Regions from separate parts of the Sus scrofa genome. Here regions 1 and 2 are each linked to region 3. The links are chromatin contacts, called in public Hi-C and HiChIP or PLAC-seq maps. All regions are on one chromosome and are shown on one strand. The core of a region is the stretch at or near the end of the contact, and the rest is flanking DNA. Distances in the headings are between cores, read along the strand shown.

The links. Hi-C and Micro-C count contacts between places; a contact is called where the count stands out from the background. HiChIP or PLAC-seq counts read pairs in DNA pulled down with a chosen protein or histone mark.
Region 1: an H3K27ac HiChIP or PLAC-seq map of alveolar macrophages shows a contact between it and region 3. The contact joins the promoter of SDR42E1 here to the enhancer-like site in region 3. A contact is called at or near these places in 1 of 5 promoter capture datasets (liver), 4 of 47 Hi-C or Micro-C datasets (alveolar macrophages, liver and skeletal muscle) and 1 of 2 datasets of contacts at active chromatin or transcription factors (alveolar macrophages).
Region 2: a contact with region 3 is called in a Hi-C map of liver, with 1.7 times the contacts expected there. The contact joins the promoter of HSD17B2 here to the enhancer-like site in region 3. A contact is called at or near these places in 3 of 47 Hi-C or Micro-C datasets (blood, embryonic fibroblasts and liver) and 1 of 2 datasets of contacts at active chromatin or transcription factors (alveolar macrophages).

What each region holds. Positions count from the first base shown.
Region 1 is chr6:6,386,026-6,389,734 of Sscrofa11.1, reverse strand. SDR42E1 (short-chain dehydrogenase/reductase family 42E member 1) reads right to left here and starts at 2,455. Exons shown (of 4, transcript XM_021093756.1): 1 at 2,375-2,455.
Region 2 is chr6:6,358,431-6,361,904 of Sscrofa11.1, reverse strand. HSD17B2 (hydroxysteroid 17-beta dehydrogenase 2) reads left to right here and starts at 1,471. Exons shown (of 5, transcript NM_001167649.1): 1 at 1,471-1,738. The coding sequence starts at 1,471. It overlaps LOC110260906 (a long non-coding RNA gene), which reads right to left and starts at 2,679. Exons shown (of 3, transcript XR_002344481.1): 1 at 2,511-2,679; 2 at 615-718.
Region 3 is chr6:6,461,025-6,464,453 of Sscrofa11.1, reverse strand. PLCG2 (1-phosphatidylinositol 4,5-bisphosphate phosphodiesterase gamma-2) reads left to right here. Exons shown (of 33, transcript XM_021093743.1): 31 at 3,366-3,429. Among named protein-coding and RNA genes, the nearest start is that of SDR42E1, 75 kb to the right of the region's middle. Within about 2 kb of position 1,668, at least 5 of the 83 cell types and tissues checked have an H3K27ac peak or open chromatin away from gene starts, as enhancers often do. A contact at or near this core is called in alveolar macrophages and liver, where this site is marked.

The DNA of each region.
Region 1 (3,709 bases), core at 1,206-3,705, 76 kb after region 3:
TATTACACTTGTACTTTCTTCCCTTCTAGGTCAGCCTGTCTGTCACTTCAACATGTCAAAGTACTGTCAGCTGTCATTAAGCCCTTACTGTGTGCCAGGCATGGTGCTAGGCCTCTTCCACAAATTCTCTCTCTTGATGCTCCTAACAAGCCTCTGAGGCTGGTACTAACTTGTTAATCCTGTTTACTACAGCTAGTAAGTGCGAGAGCAGGGAGCCGTATGCACTGGAATCCAGGTGCATCTGACTGCACAGCTTCTGTCTCAACCGCAACAAGCACTCAGGGCTGTGCCAGGCCCTGACCGGAAGCAAACAAGTCTATGCTGACCTGAGTCCTGCAAGGACTTTCACAGCTAATGTATTCTGCAACCTGAGAGGGGCCCTTCCAATTCCCAGTGTTGAGGCAGGAGGAATCCCATCCCCTCCCATGAGGCAGAGGTAGTGGGGAGGCAGGGATAAGCTTCCTAGGTGAGAAAAATCTGGGTCCTACACTTGGTTCTCTCACCTATTCCCCGGGCGACCCTGGTTCCTCCTTGCTAAAATGAAAATAACCGCTATGGCTACATTTTCTATTTATTACAGGCTAGGTGCTTAAAGGTTGACCACTGGAGCCTCAGGACAATCTTTTAAGAACCTGGTCTGCCGATACATATATATGATCCAGAGCAAACGAAATCACTACCTTGAAAAAGTATCTGCGCCCCCACATTCATTGCAGAATTATTCACAATAACTAAATCATGAAAACAATCAAAGTGCCCCTTAATGGATGAAAGGCTAAAGAACATGTGGTCTATCTACATATGCACACTCACAATGGAATATTATTTCGCCATAAAAATGGGAGGAAATCCGGAGTTCCCGTTGTGGCGCAGTGGTTAACGAATCCGACTAGGAACCATGAGGTGGCGGGTTCGGTCCCTGCCCTTGCTCAGTGGGTTAACGATCCGGCGTTGCCATGAGCTGTGGTGTAGGTTGCAGACGCGGCTCGGATCCTGCGTTGCTGTGGCTCTGGCGTAGGCTGAGGGCTACAGCTCCGATTCGACCCCTAGCCTGGGAACCACCATATGCCGCAGGAGCGGCCCAAAGAAATAGCAAAAAGACAAAAAAAAAAAAAAAAAAAGGGAGGAAATCATACCATTACTGACAATACAACTGGAACCTGAGGGCATAATGCTAAGTGAAATAGATCAGACAAGGACAAATATTGCATGGTATCACATAGAAAGAATCTTAAAAAAAAAAAAAGGCGAACTTAAAGAAATAAAGTGTAGAATAGTGGTTGCCAGCAACTGGGGGGTAGGGTTGCCAGGGATACTGGGGGGTAAGGGAAAAGAGAAGATGTTGGTCAAAGGGTCTAAGCTTCCAGTTACAAGACAGATTTGCGATCTGGGGAATCGAATACACAGCACTGGACCAACCACAGTCAGTAATTCTGTATCACATGCTTGAAAGCTGCTAAAAGAGATCTTTAAAGATCTCGCCCTACACAAAAAAACTATAATTATGTGAGGGATGGAGATGTTAGCTAACCTTAGTGTGGTTATCAATTCACAAAATATATATACATGTATCAAGTCATCACGTTGTACACCTCAAAATTCCACAGTGTTAAACATCAATTATATCTCAATAGAGCTAGGAAAATATATAAAAAAGAAAAATAGAAACTGGCTCCCAAACTATGCAGGTGTCAGTGGCTGAGCTGGACCCAGGACTTGAAGCCTGGTCTGTAGGAGCCCCCGGCTGGGCTGGTACACTGCAGTGTTCCCTTACTACCTTCATAACTTCTGTCACACCTGGTATCTCCGGAACTATTATTCACCTATTGTGTTTTATTTACATCCACTTACTTTTTATCGATAAGTACGTTCGTTTTTAATGGGAACCTTACATGGCCACTTAAATGGAAAACCGGAATTATTTGCCATCAAGAGAACGTAGTCTTTCCCCCCAAGGTGTGATGAAAATAAAAAATCCAGCCAGATATAGGTGCCTGTTGATAGCTCCGGGCTTGGGGCCTGCCATGTTAAAAAGAAAAAGAAAAACAGAAGCTAGCAGATGTTCGTGACATTCTAGAAATCCTAGCTGAGCTTGGCTCCTTGGAATCCGAAGGAACTACAAAGGGCGGAATCTAGGTCAGCATCACTCACTTCCGCGCCCTGTACCAGTGGCCACCCAGCGCAGGTACCAGTGCGGAGGGCGGCGGGGGTGTGCTCTCCGTGGTCCCCCGACGCGCGTGCGAGCCTGGGCGCCCCCGCCAGCCCGGCCAGGTCCCGCAGCGGGGCGGCCCTCCCAACCCAGGCCCACTCACAATGGCAGCAGACAACGACGGCTGCGGGACCGTCCTGGGGAAGCAGCCCAGACGTCTCTTACCTGTCACCGCCCCCGCTCGGCGCCAGAGCCGTCGGACTGGCCTCCCGGAGCCACTTCCGGGCCTCTCTAGGAAGCTCGGAGGTCTCGGCATCTCTATGATGCGCAGGTTTCTCTTCCACCATCGCCTGTACTGGGGCATCACGGTCACTCCATGAGCCTCCCCGACGTGTCCAACCCATGTGTTTCAACCTCGGGGGCGCCCTTTCAGGGCCCGTCTACTGCGGTACCTACCTCCAATTTCTGTTTTTAGACTTCCACTTCCATCTTTATGTGCCCCCAACACTATTTAACAGTGCTTGTTAAAATAGGATGGCCTCAGCTCAAGCAGTTAATGCTTGGATGATTGGATAGATGGATGGATGGATGAGGCTCTCCAGACTCCTGAATATTCACGTATCTTTTAAAATCTCTATTTATCTCTCAGTTTCCACATTTATATTTACGTGTATGTTTTCCCATATCCCCATTTCCCTATTTTTCTAGTTCCACTTCTTTGGATCACTGCACAGACAGTGATGCTAAGATTAGCCTTTGTTGCTGCAGGAAGCACAGACTTAAAAGCCATGTAGAAAGGATTGTTGGCATCCCCATTCAAAGCTCTCCGAGAGGCCCATCTTTTGTCTCCTGGTCAGGAGTCTGGTTCTATGGAAAGCTGCAGGCTCTGCATACACACACACACACACACACACCTGAATTGACCAAGAGCTGTGGACGATTTCATTTTGGTGGGTCAAGCGAAGGGGTTTTCACTTCTCATACTGTTCTGACCACGTTCAGACTCAAAGAGGCCCGTATGAAGTAAGTCACTTACTGCTTCACTGAGGTCACAAGGAAAACCTCCAGCCCTGGGATATAAACATTCATGAAAGCTGTGTGAGGAAAGCGAAATGTGTTGGCCTCCCTCCTACTTTCTTCTCTTGATTCTTGTCTATCTTGCCTATCAGTTTACAGTGATTCTAATACAGTGATTCTAATTATGTGATCCCATAATTCTTGGGAGACCGAGATATGGTTGTACTATGGAGTCTTAAGGAATAGCTTTTCTCTGGCTGCCCACAATTTGCACAAAGATTAGAAGAGGGAAAGAGGAGAGCTAGTGAGGGGGTGGAGTGACCAGAAACATACTCTTGGGACCAGTAGCCAAGGAAGATCCCTCTGAGGAAGCATTTTGGAAGACAGACTTCCTTGCCGGGAATTTCAGGGTCCTCTAAGGAACATCCAAATTTACTGCATGTTGATAGCCCATAAGAAGAAGTGTGGCAAATTGAAATGTTAATATTCTTGTGCCGCTGAGGACTCTTTAAAAATCTAAGCACTTAAGTTTTAAGGGAAAAT
Region 2 (3,474 bases), core at 222-2,721, 100 kb after region 3:
TGCCCTCAGAGGGAGAACTCCTCTGGCCTCTCCAGATAGGCCAGCACGAGCCTTCCTCGGAATTCTGCATCCCTCCCTCCCAGCCGGGTGCCCGACAGCGCCCTCTTGGGGCTGTCGCCCTTGTCACTGCTGGTCAGTAAGATGAGGCTTCCGGGTGCTGACTTTTGAGCCCATTAGGTCATGAGGGTGGGTCAGGACCCACCACTCTCATGTAAGTAAGTTATCCTCTTCTAGCCTGTTTTCCTTTCTGTAAAATGTGCATAATAACATCCTTTGAAATATGTCATGGTTCAAATGAGGCTTTGGAAGTAAGGAAGAGTGAGTGCATAATGTACTAAGTTTTGGGGAGGCGGGGGGGCTGCTCTCGGGGCATATGTAAGTTCCCAGCCTGGGGATTGAACCAGAGCCACCTCAGAGACATCACCAGATCCTTAACCCCATGTACCACAGCAGGAACGCCTGTACTAATTGTCTTTTATTTTTTTGCCTAAGGCAGGCCGTCGTTTGGAAACAAGGCTGCTTGTCTCTACTTCTGTGTGATCTTGGGCAAGTCTCTTAACGTCTCTGTGCCTCAGTTTCCTCACCTGTAAAACTGCTACAATAATAGGACCTACCTGATAGGGACACAGAGTTCAAAGAGACTGCGCATGAAGACTGTTGAGAGCCAGTGTCTGGAGCAGAGCCTGGCAGAGAATACAGTCTCGGCTGGACATGGTTGCTGGCATGAAAAAGTACCAAGAGATAGTGACCATTATTCATATTCTCATCATTACGTTATTTCTCCCGGGCACATCCTTCCTTTGGTAGGACCGGAGCGCTTCCCATCTGCCAAGCATCTCTTCCCTCACTTCTGTACTCTCTCTGCATCTAACCCTTCAGGCTGATTCTGGTGGGAGGCGGCAAAAGTCCGGTCGTCAAGGACAAAATCCGTGACGCCTTCTCCTTCCAGAGCTGACCTTCCAAACTGGATGCCTGAATTTACACACGGACACACACACCCATGCACACGCACCCGCCCGTGAGTCAGGAAAAGGGCTCAACAGGCAGGCAAACACAGCCTCCCGGAGAAGAGATTTCCTGTGTGTGAGAGGTTTTGTTATTCACTGTTCACATAGATTGAATTCTGTCAATTATTACCCAACCTGTTATCTCTCCAGAGGTCATTAAAAAAATAATGCGTGTTTGTTATGGGTTCGTATGTGTCATGTGTGCAGTGGGTGTAGAGGGGGAGCAACCAAATAGGAAGTGCTCTGGTATTTACATTAAACTGCAGACTGGTTTAAATTACCCACCAGGAAATATGTGGCTGTAGGAGTATGCTTAATTCATGCTCATTGAAAGTGAGCCAGGGCTGTTTTCTCCCCCTCCCTCCTTGCCTCCCGGTTCATATAACCCCCGCTGCCTCCAGCCTGCCTTTGCCCACTTGACTTGCTGGCCCTGAGCACGGAGAGGTGCAGGGAGAATCTGAGAATGGGCACGTTCTTCTCTGAGACAGGGTGGCTCTGCCTGACTGTCACGGCAGTGCTGGGAGCAGTAATTCTTTGCAAACTCAAGAAGAACCACAGGCAGGAGGGCAGAAAGATGGTCTGCCTGGCTGGCCTCTGGGGAGGGGCTTGCCTGCTCAGCCTCTCTCTCTTCTGGGGCTTGATCCTCTTCTCCCTGTCATGTTTTCTCATGTATGCTTACTTTTCTGGCCAAGAGTTTTTACCTGTGGATCAAAAGGCGGTGCTGATCACAGGTAAGCGGGCGGCATTGCGGTTCTCACTCAGGGCAGGACTCAGCAGGGCTTGAGCCTTAGTGGGATTTTTTTCAAATTCCGTTGAAAAAAGAAACTGCTTGGCATGCAGCCCCTCCCCAGTGCCTTTCACTACCCTGTTTTGGTTTGCTTTCTTTAGGATGTGCGCTTGGAGGGGCTGGTGGTGGGAGGGACAGGGGAAGGGGACTCAAACCTAAGCCTCAGATGTTGTTAATTTCCCCGGATATATACAAATATGCCTGCGCGGTTTGTTTGCAACTAAGAAAGTTCCATACGGTTTTGTTGTTGTTGTTGTTTTGGTTTTGTTTTAAAGATTAAACCAAATTTCATCCTGAGATTAATACCAGGCTATGTTCTAGACTTGGGCTCTTATTCCTTAAATGTGCAAAAAAAACAGCTGATGAGGCCAAGTCCTCTTTTTTTTTTTTTTTTTTTTTTTTTTGTCTTTTTGCTATTTCTTGGGCCGCTCCCGCGGCATATGGAGATTCCCAGGCTAGGGGTCGAATCGGAGCTGTAGCCACCGGCCTACGCCAGAGCCAGAGCCACAGCAACTAGGGATCCGAGCCGCGTCTGCAACCTACACCACAGGTCACGGCAATGCCGGGTCCTTAACCCACTGAGCAAGGGCAGGGACCGAACCGGCAACCTCATGGTTCCCAGTCAGATTCGTTAACCACTGCGCCACGATGGGAACTCTGAGGCCAAGAGTCCTCCTTATAATTGCTTCATTTTTTTAAATATCAAAGAAACTCACCTGGGCTGGAGATTTTGTGATTTCCCCAACTGCTGTCAGGACTCTTGTGTCTCCTCTGAACCTTTGTTTTCAGATCTGTCACCGGACCGCTAATGTTTCCTAATTGGATCAAGCTGGTAGTGTGTACAGAAGGCGGCTGCTTGTGGGCTGAGCTGCCAGCTTTTTCCTTCCTTTGTGTTTCTTTTTCCGCTGCAAGTGTGAAGCGAAATTATATTCCCGTGTGTTGTAAAACTGGTTTGTTTGGTTGTGAAGTTTGAGCTTGGATAGGGCTTTAATTAGGACTACCCTGTGTTAGCCTAACCCAGAACGTCCTGCCAGGGTTAGTACATCAAATGCAGAATCGTTTGCGGGGAGGTTATCACCCACCCCAACCCGCAGGCCTTGACCTTCAGGAGAGAAGGCAAACAGCGAGTGTGGATGGAAATAAATCAGGGGGTTTCCCAATTCCCTGAGAAATGGATTGGAAAGTGACTCGTCTCTCTTGCCTTTTACTTTAACTCAATAGTGAAATTCTCTCTTAAAACGAGATGCAAGTTGGCGCTTGCTGCTGTTCTGAAGTGCTGCGGAAAACAAATTTCTTCAATGAAAAAAAAAAAGAAAAGGACCCAAACAGTTCAAAGATAGAAAATTCAGTGGATCCATGGGATGTTTGTTTACGTGAATGTCTGATATCACCTGGAATTAGGCATCCAGAAGACTGTCTGGGTTTTCCAATGTTTCACTTGAATTCTCTGGGGCTGGGTGGGTGAAAAGCTATACCAACAACATGCAGTTTTCTGTTCCGAGGGTAGTAGCAAGCACCCATGTCTCCAGAGTAATTCCAGGTCAAATTGATGTTTTGTACTTTTTCACTTGCACGAAAGAAGACAGAACAATTAAGCATGGTAAAAAAAAAAATGGAGTTCCCGTCGTGGCGCAGTGAAAACAAATCCGACTAAGAACCATGAGGTTGCGGGTTCAATCC
Region 3 (3,429 bases), core at 419-2,918:
CCAGCTGTGCGCTCCTCCCTGTAAGACCTCGTATTCTGCCCCGCTGCTGCTGCTGCTCCGGCACATGCACACGGAAGGCTTGAGGTGGAATGAACAGTACCTCTGTGTGTAAGGCACGGGGCCTTTGGAACTTGGAAATAAACTGCCCATTGTCATTAGGCATGTGCTTAAGCTTTTAAGCCAGCTGCAGCTCAGCACAGAAGGAGAACAGTGTTGACTGTGCTGGGTGCCCCAAAGTCTGTCTCTTTTACTCCTCCCAGCACTCCTGTGAAAGGGGTCTTAGCATCTCCACTTTTCTAATGGAAGCACTTTGGGTCCTGCAGCTCTTAATGAACTAGCTCAAGGTCACACACCTGTCCGACCTGAGCTGGGATTCAACCCCAGCAAGTCTGACTTCAGACCCCATGTTCTTTCTACTGTGCAGCCCGTGCCAGACCCCATGCCAGAGGCCACCCCTCCTCCGCAAAGTGCCAGCATTCAGATCCTGTTTCAAAACAGGTCTCTCTTACCCTTTCCTCTCTGACACAACCAAAACCAACAAGAAAAACGAGATCCAACTACCTTTAGTCCAGCTGGCAAACCCCTCTCAGCCCTGATCCTAATACATACAAAGGGCTGCCCTTCCTAACGAGGCTCGGGCAGTGAGAGGAGGCACAGGAAACGAGGCCTCCAGCCAAGGCCTGGGACAGAGCTCACAGCCGCACACTCGGGGGCTCGCAGCCGTGTGGGGCCGCACCTCAGTGCTGGGACCCAATCCCTGGAGCGCTCGGCCCCCCGACCCCCACCCGGCACTCAGCATTTCTGTGCATCCTAGAAGCCGGTCACCACCTAGGCTGACAGCTTCCCCCAGCGCGGCTCATCAGCGATGCAGAGGCTCAGCCCCATCCCTGACCTCTGGAGGCAGAATCTGCCTTTTCCTGAGACCCACAGGCCATTCACATCTTTCACGCACATCACATAATTCCTGCTACCTGTAAGGGGAGGATAAGTCAGAAAACTTTCTCTACAGCAGAATTCAAGGTGAGCAGTGTCACCAAGCTCCTCCAGGGAAAAGAGTGTGACCTGAGAATTTTATACCAGCTCACACTGTCACTCAAGTATAAAATCAAAGGATGGATGTGTTCAAACAGGCACAGTCCAGGGATTATACGTCCCATGAGCTCATACTGCAGAGCAGAGAAGACAAACTGAGCCAGCCAAAATATCGACGGAAGAGGGCAGTAGGAAGGTGGGGAGCACTGGGTGCCTGAAAAAATGCCCGCGTTTCATTGTGTGTAGTCAGAAAAACGACACCGAATAAATAGTGAGCTCCAGTTAATGAAATGTATGCTAACATCAGGAAGATGCATACAGGAGTCTTCATCTTTCCTTGGCAGGTGAAGTGAGTACCACACACATGCTCGATGGGTGGGGGGATGAATGCAGCACGAAGCACAGTAAAAGGTTAATGCTGAGATCGCGGTGGTGGGGCAATGTATGCCGGGTCCTATTCTTTCTGTTTTGCTGCTTAAATACCAGAAAAACTAGCCTCCCCTCGTGGGAGATTTAAGGTTACAACATGGAATGCAAACATTACACACCATGTCGATGGAGAAATAACAATACAGCTTACCCGACGAGAGGAGGGCAGGACCAAAGTTGGAGGGTTATGTAAGCACGCCAGTTTCATCACAAGCAGTGCAAAGGGAGAGGTTCAGGAGGTATCACGTAGAGGCGATAAATCAACAGACTCCAATGTGCTCTAAGAGAAGTAAGACTCATCATCCAATAAGCCAAGACCTGCACAGAGCAAACAGCCTAAAAGCCCTAACCGGGGCCTTGCTTGCCCTGGAGAATCCATAGAGACAGTGCCGATACCAGCCTTCGAGGTACACATCTCCACTTCTAAGTCAGACACAGCCATGGTAACCTAACGGGCTATGGTGTAGGTCAAGGATGCAGCTTGGATCCTGCATTGCTGTCACTGTGGTGTAGGCCGGCAGCTATAGCTCTGATTCGACCCCTAGCCTGGGAACCTCCATATGCTGCAGCAACAGCCCTAAAAAGCAAAAAAGATACATAAATAATTATTTTTTAAAAAGACTTAAGCCAGAGTAGATTATTTTGTATAAATGGTTTAAAAACAACAAAACAAAACACAGCCCAGATGGTGTGGCAAGTATAGTTGTGTAATTTGCGGGCAGAGAGTTAAGTAGATGAAATTAGTATTTGGTCTGTTTGCTTCCTTCATCTCTTTGGCGAGCGCATAAGTATGATAATCCTAAGACTACAAATTCATGTCTATTATATCATTTTTTGGGGGGGGGGTCTTTTTTTTTTTTTTTTTTTTTTTTTTTTTTTTCTCTTTTCGTTGGGCGCACCTGTGGCCTGTGGAAGTTCCCAGGCTAGGGGTCTAATCGGAACTGTCGCTGCTGGCCACAGCCACACCACGCCACGTCTGCAAACAACACCACAGTTCCTGGCAACGCCGGATACTTAACCCACTCAGTGAGGCCGGGGATCGAACCCGTGTCCTCATGGATACTAGTCAGTTGGGTTCGTTAACTGCTGAGCTACAGTGGTACTGTGATTTTTTTTTTTTTAAGGGAAATGAATGTGTGCATAGCCTGTCTTGGAAAGATACTATGAACAAGGGTTCCTTCTAGAAAAGGGGTTGTGAGTGGGTGGGAGCAAGACTTGCATTTCAACTGTGTTTGGCTATTATCTTGCATCAGAACAAGCAGACCAACCTCTGGTATGTGCTGCCTTAAGCATTCCTTCATGGGGAGGCGTGGGGGGGACTCGGCCCCTCTCAACCCGCTGCTAAATCAAAAGAAGCATCTAAATGACTGTCAGACACAGGTCCTGATTGTAAAGAGGGAATGGCTTTTAGAGCAGGATGATCGATACTGCTGTGGGCTGCCAGGGGGCAGGAAGACTTCTTCCCATTGGAAATCTTTAGAGATGAAACACTCCCCTGTCCTGCGCGTGCAAAGGGCTAAGTGGAGGAAATGGATGTGGGCATTTATTACTCCTCTGAGTCTTCGGCCTCGGGAGTATTGAAAGAGTTGAACCACAGCTGTAGTCACTCTCAATTCAAGGTGCAGTGTTCCGTGGGTTTTAATTTCTTCTGAGTGAATCATTTTCATTTCTAGGTGGCAGATATTTGTAACTTCGCTTCTCCGGGTGGACCTGTCGGTCACGGGTATATTCCGCAGCCCCTTTGCTGACCGTCAGGGTGGGTACCTCTGGCTTCCCGGAAGCCAGCCCCCAGCCCGGGCACTGACCTCTCTGGCTCTTGAGCCTGGCCTTTGAGCCCTGGGGTCTACAAGAAAGTGAAGGTCTGCCCTTAACCGCCTGCCTTTCTGTTGTTTTCCCATCTGCAGGATACCGATCTGTTCCTCTGAAGAATGGGTACAGTGAAGACATCGAGCTGGCGTCCCTCCTGGT